2 separate regions of the Pan troglodytes genome follow, and region 2 is linked to region 1. The links are chromatin contacts, called in public capture Hi-C maps. All regions are on one chromosome and are shown on one strand. The core of a region is the stretch at or near the end of the contact, and the rest is flanking DNA. Distances in the headings are between cores, read along the strand shown. Region 1 has its middle 49 kb from the start of PTGIS. Region 2 overlaps SLC9A8 (solute carrier family 9 member A8).

The links. Capture Hi-C pulls out chosen DNA fragments and counts their contacts.
Region 2: a contact with region 1 is called in a capture Hi-C map of stem cell-derived neural stem cells, with 4 times the contacts expected there. The contact joins two enhancer-like sites. A contact is called at or near these places in 3 of 7 Hi-C or Micro-C datasets (induced pluripotent stem cells and stem cell-derived neural progenitor cells) and 1 of 1 other capture datasets (stem cell-derived neural stem cells).

What each region holds. Positions count from the first base shown.
Region 1 is chr21:55,889,071-55,894,787 of NHGRI_mPanTro3-v2.0_pri, reverse strand. No RefSeq gene overlaps it. Among named protein-coding and RNA genes, the nearest start is that of PTGIS, 49 kb to the right of the region's middle. Within about 2 kb of position 2,222, at least 14 of the 24 cell types and tissues checked have an H3K27ac peak or open chromatin away from gene starts, as enhancers often do. A contact at or near this core is called in stem cell-derived neural stem cells, where this site is marked.
Region 2 is chr21:56,172,179-56,177,895 of NHGRI_mPanTro3-v2.0_pri, reverse strand. It overlaps SLC9A8 (solute carrier family 9 member A8), which reads right to left. Exons shown (of 16, transcript XM_514716.8): 15 at 4,004-4,150; 16 at 1-3,073. The coding sequence ends at 2,966. Among named protein-coding and RNA genes, the nearest start is that of SPATA2, 28 kb to the left of the region's middle. Within about 2 kb of position 2,130, at least 11 of the 24 cell types and tissues checked have an H3K27ac peak or open chromatin away from gene starts, as enhancers often do. A contact at or near this core is called in stem cell-derived neural stem cells, where this site is marked.

The DNA.
Region 1 (5,717 bases), core at 973-3,472:
CCTCACGCGTCCCCCCTGCCCGCGGAGGGAGGCCCAGCTCCTGTTCGTTTATAGCCACTCCTCACCTGCTGGCTCTGCAGACCTCCTTCAGTCGGGAGGCCTGCGCTTTCCTTGGCCTGCTCTTCTGAGGCTGCCCTCCAAAGCCCTGGAACATTCTATAATCCCAGTGCTGGGCCCTCTGTGCTGGGTGCTTCACAGTCATTGCCCTGTATAGGGCTCTCATTATCCCCATCTTACAGATGGAGGAACAGAGGCTTGGAAAAAGGAGATCATATCTGCCCCACACTGGAAAGCAGGAGACCTGTGGAACCCAGGTCTGTCTGACCAAACACCCCAGCCCTGCTCACCTGACAGTCCTCATGCTTAGTGTCATGATAGCCGACCACAAAAGTTGACTACTATGACCGACCACCACTACTGACCGCCACAGATGGCCACTCCAGCCAGCCACTATAGCTGACTGCTGAAGCTGACCACCTGCCCTTAAACACCTGCTGAATCAGGCCTGGTTCCCACTACTCTACCCAGGCAGTCTCACACCATTGCTGGAAGGTTGCTTCTATTTTTCACCCCATTTTATTTATTTATTTATTTAGACTGAGTGTTGCTCTGTTGCCCAGGCTGGAGTGCAGTTGCGCGATCTTGGCTCACTGCAGTCTCAACCTTGCTAGCTCAAGTGATTGTCCCACCTCAGCCTCCCGAGTAGCTGGGACTACAGGCGTGTGCCACCATGCCCAGCTAATTTTTGCATTTTTTGTAGAGACGAGGTTTCACCATGTTGCTCAGCTGGTCTCAAACTCCTGGACTCAAACGATCTACCCACTTTGGCCTCCCAAAATGCTGGGATTACAGGTGTGAGCCACTGCACCCAGCTTTCACCCTGTGTTAGAGATGAGGGAACTTAGGGTCTGAGAGGGAGCATGACACGACCAAGGTCACTCTGCTAGCAGGGGGCAGGGCTAGACTTAGAACCAGGGCTGGGGGACTGCAAAAGCCTCACACAGCTGCCCTGCGTGTCCCAGTGACCAGGCCACCTGCATTTTTGCCCCACCCCAGGGAAACTTGAGTCTCCTGAGAAGGTCTGGCTTTTCTATTGTCCCCACCCAAAGCTCCTTGGGAGTTGACAAGAGGGAGCAGCTTTGGGCTTCCGGCTTGGGTGCCCTGGACTTTTCCCATGCAGCTGTCAATGGGCCTTTGTGTGTCCAGGCTGCCTGGCCCTTGTCCACACCACATGGCTTCCCGATGACTTGAGGCGCTCGGCCAGCAGCTGTGTGTAGCCTGGGGACCCATCACCCACTGGGCAGGACGCTCTAAATGCCTTAAGGCAGGGACTTGAGCAGCCCCTAGGCCTTCGCCCTGACTTTTCCCTCTGCCAGGAAAGACCTTTCTTCAAATTCCGCCATGATCGGCAGCTTCTATCCTTCAAGGCACAACTCAAATGCCACCACTTCAAAGAGGTGACCATCTGGCTCACTGGAAGGTGTGCTCTAAGAAGGCAGGGGTTTGTCTGCTGGGTAGGGGAGACAGACAATAAGGAAGGCTAGGCAGAGTGGCATAATCCCAGCACGTTGGGAGGCAGAGGCGGAAGGATCACTTGAACCCAGAAGTTTGAGACTAGCCTGGGCAACATAGTGAGACCCTGTCTCTACTAAAAAAAAAAAAAAAAAAAAAAAAAAAAAAAAAAAAAAAAAAAATTAGCGCACACCTGTGGTCCCAGCTACTTGGAGGCTGAGGTGGAAGGATCACTTGAACCCAGGAGGTTGAGGTTGCAGTGAGCCTAGATTGTGCCACTGCACTCCAGCTTGGGTGACAGAGCAAGACCTTGTCTCAAAGCAAAAGCAAAAACAACAACAACAACAACAACAAAAACCCAAAAATGTAATAAGTTAACATTTCAACAAGATCCTTTCAGGTCATTGAATGGAGCGTATCTAGGACAGGGTCTTTCTGAGTGGTGACATCTGAACAGAAACCTGGATGAAAAGGAGAAACCCCCGTGAGCCCCTGCGGAGCCCAGACGCAGGCACACAGCAGGCGCTCAGTAAATGAATGTGGCTGCGCAGGCCATGGCTCTGACTGCCGTGGGGGCGATTTTCCCCTCCAGGGGGCGCCTGGCAATGTCTGGGGACAGTTTTGGCTGTCACACGGCGCGCGGGGGGAAGGAGGAATGCAACAGACTCCGAGTAGGCGGAGGCCAAGGGTGCGGCTAAACGTCCTGCCCCGCACAGGTAGCCCGCGGAATGACCCGGTCCCCGCCCGTCCTGGGTGCGGCTCGGGCGCTCCCTGGCGACTGCACGGGGCATTGCAGCAGTCCCCGAAGAGCCTGGCGTTGGGAAAGGTCCGTCCCTGCAGCGCCCGCGTGGTGACACCAGCAGCAGCGTGATAACCGCACCGCCAGCGTGTACCAGTCAACACGAGGGTAAACCCAAACTCCACGTCCACACTGCCAGGCAACTCAGGGTGAATGCATCCGCAACCCACTCCTCATCTCCCGCAGAAACCTGCTCTGCCCACAGCCTTCTTAGCCTTAAGGGCAGCCAGCTCCACCCTCCCCAGAGGCTCAGGGAGTCATTCATCCCCGACTCCTCTCTGTCTGCCACCGACATGTCCCATCCACCAGCTAATCCTGTCTGTTCCACCTTCAGGATACATCCAGACTCTGTCTCCCCACTCCACTGCCCCGCCAAGCCCAGCCGCCATCCTGTGTGCGGTCACCTCCTCCCCGAGCTCGCAGCCTCCACCCTGGGTCCTAACACTCCTGGTGGAGTGATTCTGCAAGGGCCTAAGTCAGGCCAGTCTCCTCCCCTGCTCAGAACCCTCCATGGCTCCCAGCTCACTCACAATGAGAGCCAAGGTCCCTCAATGGCCCTCAAGGCCTCATTTAAAATTGAAACGCACTCGAGCCCCACCCTCTCACTCTTCTGTGCTGCCTTTTTTTTTTTTTTTTAAGACAGGGTCTCGCTCTGTCACCCAGGCTGGAGTGCAGTGGTGCGATCTTGGCTCACTGCAACCTCCACCTCCCAGGTTCAAGCGATTCTCGTGCCTCAACCTCCCGAGTACCTGAGAGGCACGCCACCACGCCCAGCTAATTTTTGTATTTTTGGTAAAGGCAGGGTTTCACCATGCTGGCCAGGCTGGTCTCAAACTCCTGACCTCAAGTGATTCACCAGCCTCGGCCTCCCAAAGTGCTGGGATTACAGGCGTGAGCCACCACACCCAGCCTTTTTGAGACAGGGTCTCACTGTGTCACCTGGACTGGAGTTCAGTGACACAATCACGGCTCACTGCAGCCTCAATCTCCTAGGCTCAGGCAATCCTCCCACCTCAGTCTCCCAAGTAGGTGGGACTACAGGCATGAGCCACTATGCCCAGCTAATTTTTTGTGTTTTGTTTTTAGTAGAGACAGGGTCTGTACTATGCTATGTTGCCCAGGCTGGTTCCAAACTCCTGGGATCAGGTGATCCTCCCGCCTCAGCCTCCCAAAGTGCTGGGATTACAGGTGTGAGCCACCGTGCACAGCTTTTACTCTATTTTTATATACAGCAAGAATCACCAAGTGCCATATATTTTACTTATTTGTCTTGCTTATTGCCCATCCTCTCTTTGTGAACAGCTGCTGGGGGCAGGGACGGGCTGTGTCTTTCTGGTCACTGGCATCTCTCCAGCACTCAGCACTGTGTCTGGCACTCAGTAGGTGCTCAATGAATATTTGTTGAATGAATGCATGGGTGGGTGGATGGACGGATGGGGATGGATGGATAGATGGATGGATGGTTGGATAGATGGATGGGTAGGTGGATGGATGGGTGGATGGATGGATCTGCCAATAGCCGCATAGCGGTTTAAGAGCACAAATCCCAGCCTCACATTAGAACTTTGGGGGTTCTGGTTCCACTTCCACCACCTACAAGCTGTGCAAGCTTGGATGGGCTAGATGACCTCTCTGGGCCTCACCTTCCCAACAGGAATAAAAAGAACACCCACCTTGTGTTCTGACAGCATTAAACCCCTTAATCCATGTAAATCCACAGCTGAGCCTGGGCTCAGGCACACAGTAGGTGCTTAGTAAACAAATGCAGATGAACAGGTGCCAGGGCAGTGGTTCTGACTGCTCTGGGGTAAGCAGTAGGTGCTGCATAGGGACAAGTGTCTTACTTTAGTCACTGTTCCCAGCCTTCCTCCTCCCCTCTCCACTCGCTAAACCCCTGAAGGGTAGGGATCATGTCTCAGTCATCTTTCTTTGCACATAGTAGGTGCTCATTAAGTGCTGGCATTGAGAGGAGGACACTGATGTTGGAGGAGTGCCTCCTGTTTGCCCTGCAAACTGAGAGGCAGATTCTCCTATCCCACCTTACAGGTGAAGAAACCGAGGCTCAGGGACCCCTGAGAGCAGAGGGAAGGGACGTCATTCTGCAGAGTGACCAGCAGGGGGCGAGCGGGACTGCTCTGTGGCTCCGAGGACCCAGCGGCAGGTGCACTGCTCTGAGAGTGAACGCTGCCTTACATTTTGCACGGTAGGCACCTCGCTTTTCTCACCTTAGTACCAGCCCTGGTCGGAAGGGCCCTGTCACACCAGGACACGCCTTTCTTCTGCCTTGCATCGAGCGCTGTCCCAGGCGCTGTGCTAAGGGCTTCCCACATATATTAGCTCATGTGGTCTTCATGACAGCAGATGTGCGGCAGGTCCTGTTACTGCCCCCTTTCTGCAGAGGTGATAGCTGAGTCCAGGAGAGGTCACTAGCCAGAGGTAATGCTGTTCCACCATTGCATGTTCCATGTACGAAGGCAGATCTCATGCCTTCGGATCACATGCCATGATTGTGTTAAAACATGTGTGTGGACTCGTTTGCAGAGGGGTGCATGTACCTGCATGAAAGAAGGGAAGCAGACATTTGTGACCAAGAAGGTGGACTGTGGCAGAGCATAAGAGTTTGTCTAAGTTATTACATCCATGACCTTTCCATGTCAGAGAAGCGGGGAGCTGGGGGAGCCCAGAAAGGCAGAGCTTGGCTCAGCCTCAGGGGATGCTCCTGGGGCAGAGGGGGAAGCCCACCTGATTTTTCAGGGAGGAATCATGGTTACCAGATGGAAGCAAGAGGACATTTCAGGCTGGACGAACAAAGTGTACAAAGGCCCAGGGGCTGTTCAGGGAACCCCAATAGCTGAGTCTGGCTAAATTGGAGTGAAAGGGAGGAGGGAGGCAGGATGAGGCAGACATATGGCGGAGCTTGATTCACTGAGACTTAGAGGTGAAGGCAGACCATGGGGTCAGATGCAGGGCACGTAGGACACTGTGAAGTCCCAGAAAACGGTCTTCTACCTCCTGCGGGAACTTCAAAGGGCTATCAATGTTCCCCTCTTCCAGATGGGCAAGCTGAGGCTCGGAGAGGTGGGACAACTTGCCCAGGTGTCCCGTACATGGCAGGTTGGGATTTGAACCTGCTCTGGGAACTTCTGCACTTTGCTGCTTTTTGAGAAAACACCATGAACTCAGAACAATTCCATGAATTCTGACCAAATGAATGAATGTATGGGTGGGTGGGTGGATGGATGGATGGGTGGGTGGATGGATGGATGGATGGATGGAAGGACGGACAAATGGATGGGTGGTAGATGGATCTGCCAATAGCAGCATAGTGGTTTAAGAGCACAAATCCCAGCCTCACATTAGAACTTTGTGGGTTCTAGTTCCACCTCCACCACCTACAAGCTGTGCA
Region 2 (5,717 bases), core at 881-3,380, 280 kb before region 1:
GTGGGCTAACCTGGGCGACTCTGGCGCTCAGGCCTGCCCCTTGGCCTCATGCCAGCCAGCCCGGCCCAGCTCACCCACTGTGAAGAGGGGTGGCTGGCTTAGGGTAGGGGCCGAGAGGGCTTCAGTTCTGCCTCTGGACAGTGTGTCTGACCTGCAGATGATGGAACTGAGCCACCCTTAGCCTGGCCCTGGCCCATCCCCCTGCACACTTACCTCGGGGACCTAGAAGCCAGCCCTTTTCCCTGCGAGACCTCACACAAGCCACAGGGGGTGGTTGTTCCGAGGGGTCATAACAACTACAGGCTGCAGAAAGCATGGGATTCATTCCAAGAACTCGTTCTACACAGCAGCGCCTGTGGTGGAGGGGCTGCTGGCTAAAGGGCTGGTTTCCTCCAGCGCTCCCTGGCTCCAGCCTTCACTCATCCTGAAGTATTCCTCCTACACACCACAGTTCTCCTGTACCATGGCCTAGACCCAGAAGAAAATAAATACACACGCAGGAAGATATAGTTAAGCTGCGTATTTTTATATCTTCTATGCATTCACTGCCCCAAATAGAATTATTGGGTGTGCTAAAGGTAGACAGCAGCAATTTGTTATTCTCAGGCAAAAAAAATTGACCCAGAAAAACAGACTTCTATGGCCTTTTGTTACCAAGGTGAGCCAAGATTGCCAAGGAACACGGGGTGCCCTCATCTCTTGGGGGCACTCTCCCAGGCTGCTGACCTCACCTGGCCGACAGGGGGCAGAAGAGGCTCAGAGGAGATCGAGGCAGGTGCTGGTACCTCCTGGGAACGGTCCCGCCACCCCCTTTGCCCCCAACAAATCCTGGGGCCCCTCCACCAAGCCCCACATGCTCTTCCGCCACAGCATCGTTTTCAAGTCTCAGCTGAAAGTGTGAGGCCAGGTGTGACGTGGCTAAGGGCTATCACACCTGGTGACGAGGGGGCAGACGGAAATGGGATCTGACTCTTTTCATTGCTTTATCTGTGAATTTAAGATTAGGAAAGAAAGAAATCCTGGCAAACTGAGTTTGCAAAACAACTTATATCTGGGAGATGGGACCCTAAACTTCAGGGGAGAGTGAGTTCTGGCAGGGGCGCGAGAACAATCTGGTCTCAGATCCCTGCCCCCACTCGCCCAGGGGCAGGCAAAGGTCCCCACCCTCTGACTTCCTCTCTTCTCCACTAAAAGGAAATGGTGGAGACCAAAATTAAGCAAGGCAATGGCTCAAATTATGGGGTTGAGGAATTAAAAAAAATCATATTTTAGCTCTATCAAGTACACATTTACTTTTCATGCAAAAAGTAAACAGTGTGCTTCCTGCTCGGCTGGCCTGCTCTGACTTCAGGGTCAAGGCGAGGTGGTAGGATCGGGCCTGGCCTCTCATTCCTGGCACAGAGGAACCTGGAAGGTCCTGAGGTCAGTCCCTCCTGACATCTGGAGCCACACTGCCTGAGGTGGAAGAGATGGAGATGTGTTTGCTCTAGCCCAGGGTCCATGCTGGCCCATGTGGGCCCACTGTGTCCCCAGAGAAGCAGGAATGCACATGATCAGCCCAGGGTCCACGCTGGCCCATGCAGGCCACTGTGTCCCTTGAGAAGCAGGAATGCTTCTTAATGATGAATTAAACCACCCCAGGGTGCCAGGTTCCAAGGCTCCCTGGGACCCAGAACCACATACGGAAGTTGGCAATGGCTCTTTGATGAGCTGAGCAGTTTGAGGCTCGTCAAAGGGGAGATGAGGAGAGGATGGGAGTCATTCCATCTGGACATGACTGGCAGCTCCTCACCCTGAGATGGCTGAGGGGGCCAGGCCCCTGGGACAGGGCTGGGGTGTGTGTGCGTGGAGCGTGTGCTCCAGGATGCTGGGGCCCCAGGTCAGAGTAGAGGAGGGAGAACTGGGTGCTGCTGCTCTGGCCCCTGCCCCAGTGCTTTGGGGACCCTAGCATGGGTGACGAATGGGATCCAACGTGGTAGGGAACTGGGAGAGGGGAAAGAGGATGGAACCCTGATTAGCAGCGAAGATGGCAGCAGTGAGCCGACACTGCAGGGCCTCAGCACAGTGGCCTCCGATTAGACAAAAGAACAACCGAGTACGGGAATGGTGGGGAGGGAGATCAGATGGCAGGAGGCGACTGGAGACTCTCAGCACTTTGCTGTAAAATGCAAATCAAGACAGCAGTTGTGGGCCGGCAGAAACCCTGTGCCTCTAGCTTTTCCCTCTAGAGGGCGCTCTGACCCCGCAAGATAAAAGCCTAGAGTTGCAGCTTGCAGGGGGCTCTAAAGAAGATACCAGAAGGTACCAGTGTAAACATTCAGAACATGCCCAGAGAAGGGCAGCCGCCGTCTGCTACCCAGGGAGACAGACTGCGAAGTGCCAATCAGGTAAAGGACAAAAGGTCACTCCGTTTCTCTCTGAGGGAGCACAGGAAGTATCACAAAAGGCAGCGGGAGGTTTTCAGGATTTCTGGGCCCTGCCACTTAGGTCAGAATTGTGGCTGCAGAGGCATCTTGATGACTCAAAGGCAGGTGGCTGACCCCTGGCTCTGCCAGTCCGGCGGGGGCAGCATGAAGGCAGTGGCTGGGGAATGGCACAACTGTAGATGGTGCTCCTCTAGGCAGGGGGCCGCAGGGGTCCTCCGGGTGGGGGGGTAGGTGCCCCAGCTTCACAGATGACTGGCACCTGGCCCCATGCTCCCTCCCCTCTGTGGGCTGAGGAGCCACACTGAGCGGAGGCTGGCTCAGGGAGGAGTCGGGAGATGACAGTTTCCCAAGAAGTTGCCTGGCTCCAGAGGCCTGTCAGGTTCTGGACTAAGGCGACTCTGCAGCCAGTACCTCGCCCCGCCCTCTTATGTCTTGAAGGGGCTGCTGGATGCACGCATCTCTGTGAGGCCCTTGCTGAGTGTCTGTGCGCAGCAAACGCCCATCCTGGGCCTGCCTGCCTGAAGCCTTGGCACCTGGCGTCAGAGCAGCTCCTGCTCGTCGTCCTCGGAGCCGGAGGGGCCCTGGCGTACCTCCTCGTACCACTTGTTGGTGAGAGTTTTCATCTGGATGCGCCCGTGGTGCAGGTCCTGGGTCGAGAGACACAACCAAGCCGTCAGGGCGTCAGGGGCAGGGCCATGGAAGGGAGGGGAGGCTGCTGGGTGTTTTGTGTGGGGTGTCTAGGGAGGAGGTGGGAGGCAGGGTGATGGCCACAGGCAACTTCAGTTTCAATTGAACAAACTGAGCTGGGATTGTTCTTCGTGGGGGTGGAGGTCACAGGAGGTGTCATTCAGAAAGGAGGAGGGAGCATGGCTTGAGGCTGAACATGTGGTCTCTGGAGTCAGACACACTTAGCTCTGCTCCCAGTTATGCCCATATTGGCTGTGACCTTGCGGGGTTACTGCACCCCCTTGGGCCTCCATCTCCTCAGCTGTCAGGGACACAGCTGCATCCACTGCACAGGATGCTGGAGAAGGAAGCGGTCGTGGTCACAGTCACTGGAGCTGCCTGGCTCCTGGAAGAGAGCACACACCGGCAGCTCTCAGGCCTGCCGGAGAGTGGAAAATGGGCCTGCTCAGAAACAAAGCGGGCAGCAGCGGGAAGAGCCCCACCCCTACCCAAGGCCTCCAACTAAAGAGAGGCCAGCAGTGCCCCGAGGGACAGAACCAGAGCCCTGAGCTGGGGGCAGACTTGGGCCACAGCTTGAGGCCCTGGTATGTCTGAAATTCCTCAGCTCCGATTCAGTAGCTGATCAATACCCCGAGTCTATCATCCAGGAAAACCAAACTGTGTTAACAAATCTATTATTAACCTCGCACTAAATGTGGCAGCGAAGGAAAAACAGCAGATGCTGAGTTCCACAAGCACGTCCAGCCTCCAGATCGGGAGGCGGCGGCCTGGCGGGCCCACGTGAGCTTTCCTGCCTCCCCACTCTTCCTCCACCCCACCCTGGGCCACCGCAGGTCCTGAAGGAGGCAGGCAAGGGACCCCCAGAAAGTGTGGCCTGGCCGGTATCCCACCTCCTGCGTCAGCCTCCGAGTGAAGAAGGGGTTCAGGTACTTGGCATCCAGCCACACGAAGCCCTTAAGGTCCTGCCGCCTGATGTAGTGGGCCTCGTACTCCTCCTCCGTGAGCTCCGACAGGTGCTCCGACTCCACAGTGTTGCCCTGAGCAGGGAGGAAAGGCGGCCCGACGGCCACCAGCTGGCACCATCGGGGGGCACCTCCTGGAAGCCCCCACACCACCTAGGCCGCCAGTGTCCCCAACCCTAACTTCACTTGACCATCAATGCAGGGTGATGGGCAGCAGACGGCCTCCTGGGAGCCTGCAGGGAGGCAGGAACGTCCATCAGGGCACAATGGATGCCCAGGACCCCACCTAGGACAGCTGAAACAGAAGGACTGGGCCAGGCTGGGGCTTGGTCTTTAAGCTTTTCAAGCTTTTGGGTGATTCTATCATGCAACCAGGACTGGAACTGCTGTTCTGGGCTTTTCATTAGCAGCAAATCGCACAGGGAGGCTTTTTGTCTCTTTGCCTGTGGCTCTATTAGCTAGGACTCCACCGTGGACAGGCTTTTGCCAATCAAGTCAAGAGAGGAGAGGGGAGAGGGACACATCCTGTAGGAATTGGGGAGGGACGAAGAAAAGGACCCCATGTAGAGGGGAGAGACGGAGGTAAAGAGGCAGGACTTGGGTCATAGGTAGGAGCAAAGCAGACAGGCTCTGAGTGCAGTGCCTGCTCTTCTGGAGGAGTCTCAGTGGGGCCACAGTGAAGTGTGCTCTGCAGCTTCACTGCAGGTGGTGGGGAGGGGGACGGGGCAGGTGCAGGGAGGGCAGAGGATGGCCGGGGAGGGGAGGGCATTTAGATGCCGTGAAGCAGTGGTTGTCAAACACTGGTCTGTATTAGAATCTACCTGGGGGGCCTGTGAAACCACAAAATACTGAGCCCACCGCAGCCACCTGCAGAGGTGCTAATTCAGTAGGTCTGAATGGGCTTGGGAATCTGCAGATCTAACAGGTTTCCAGTGATGCTGCTAGTCTGGGGAGCCCATTTTGAGGACTGCTGATCAGCGTGGTAGTAAAGAGGGCAGGCTCGGGAGTCTGTGCCCACAGCTGTCTGATTCTCTTGGTGCCTCAGCACTCTCATCTGCAAAGTGGGTATAATGAAAGCGCCAGCTTCTGGCAGGCTATGGGGACAATCTGAGATCATCCAAGGAAAACGCAAGCACACTGACTGCCACAGAAAACATTCCAGAAACTCAGCGGTTCATCCTCAGAGGAGCTGTCCTGTTTCTGCTAGTGCTGTGCTTCGCCAAGCGTGTTCACAGGATCAGCTGCAGCAGCACCACCTGGCAACTTGTTAGAAACGCAAATTCTTAGCCTGGACCACATGGTGAGACCCCATCTCTACTAAAAATAAGAAAAAATTAACTGGGTGGGGTCACGCCTGTCTGGAGTCCCAACTACTCCAGAGGCTGAGGTGGGAGGATCGCTTGAGCCCAAGAGGTCTGGGCTGCAGTGGGCCACGATCACGCCACTGCACTTCAGCCTGTGCAATAGAGTGAGACCCTGTCTCAAAAATAAATAAGAAGAAACACAAATTCTTTCGGACCCCATACCATACCTATGAGATGCTGGTGTGAGACCCAGCAGCCTGTGTGTAGCAAGCCCCCCACCGATTCTGATACCCAGAAAGGCCTAAGCTAGAGCTTTTGTGAAAAACAAAAAAGTTGGT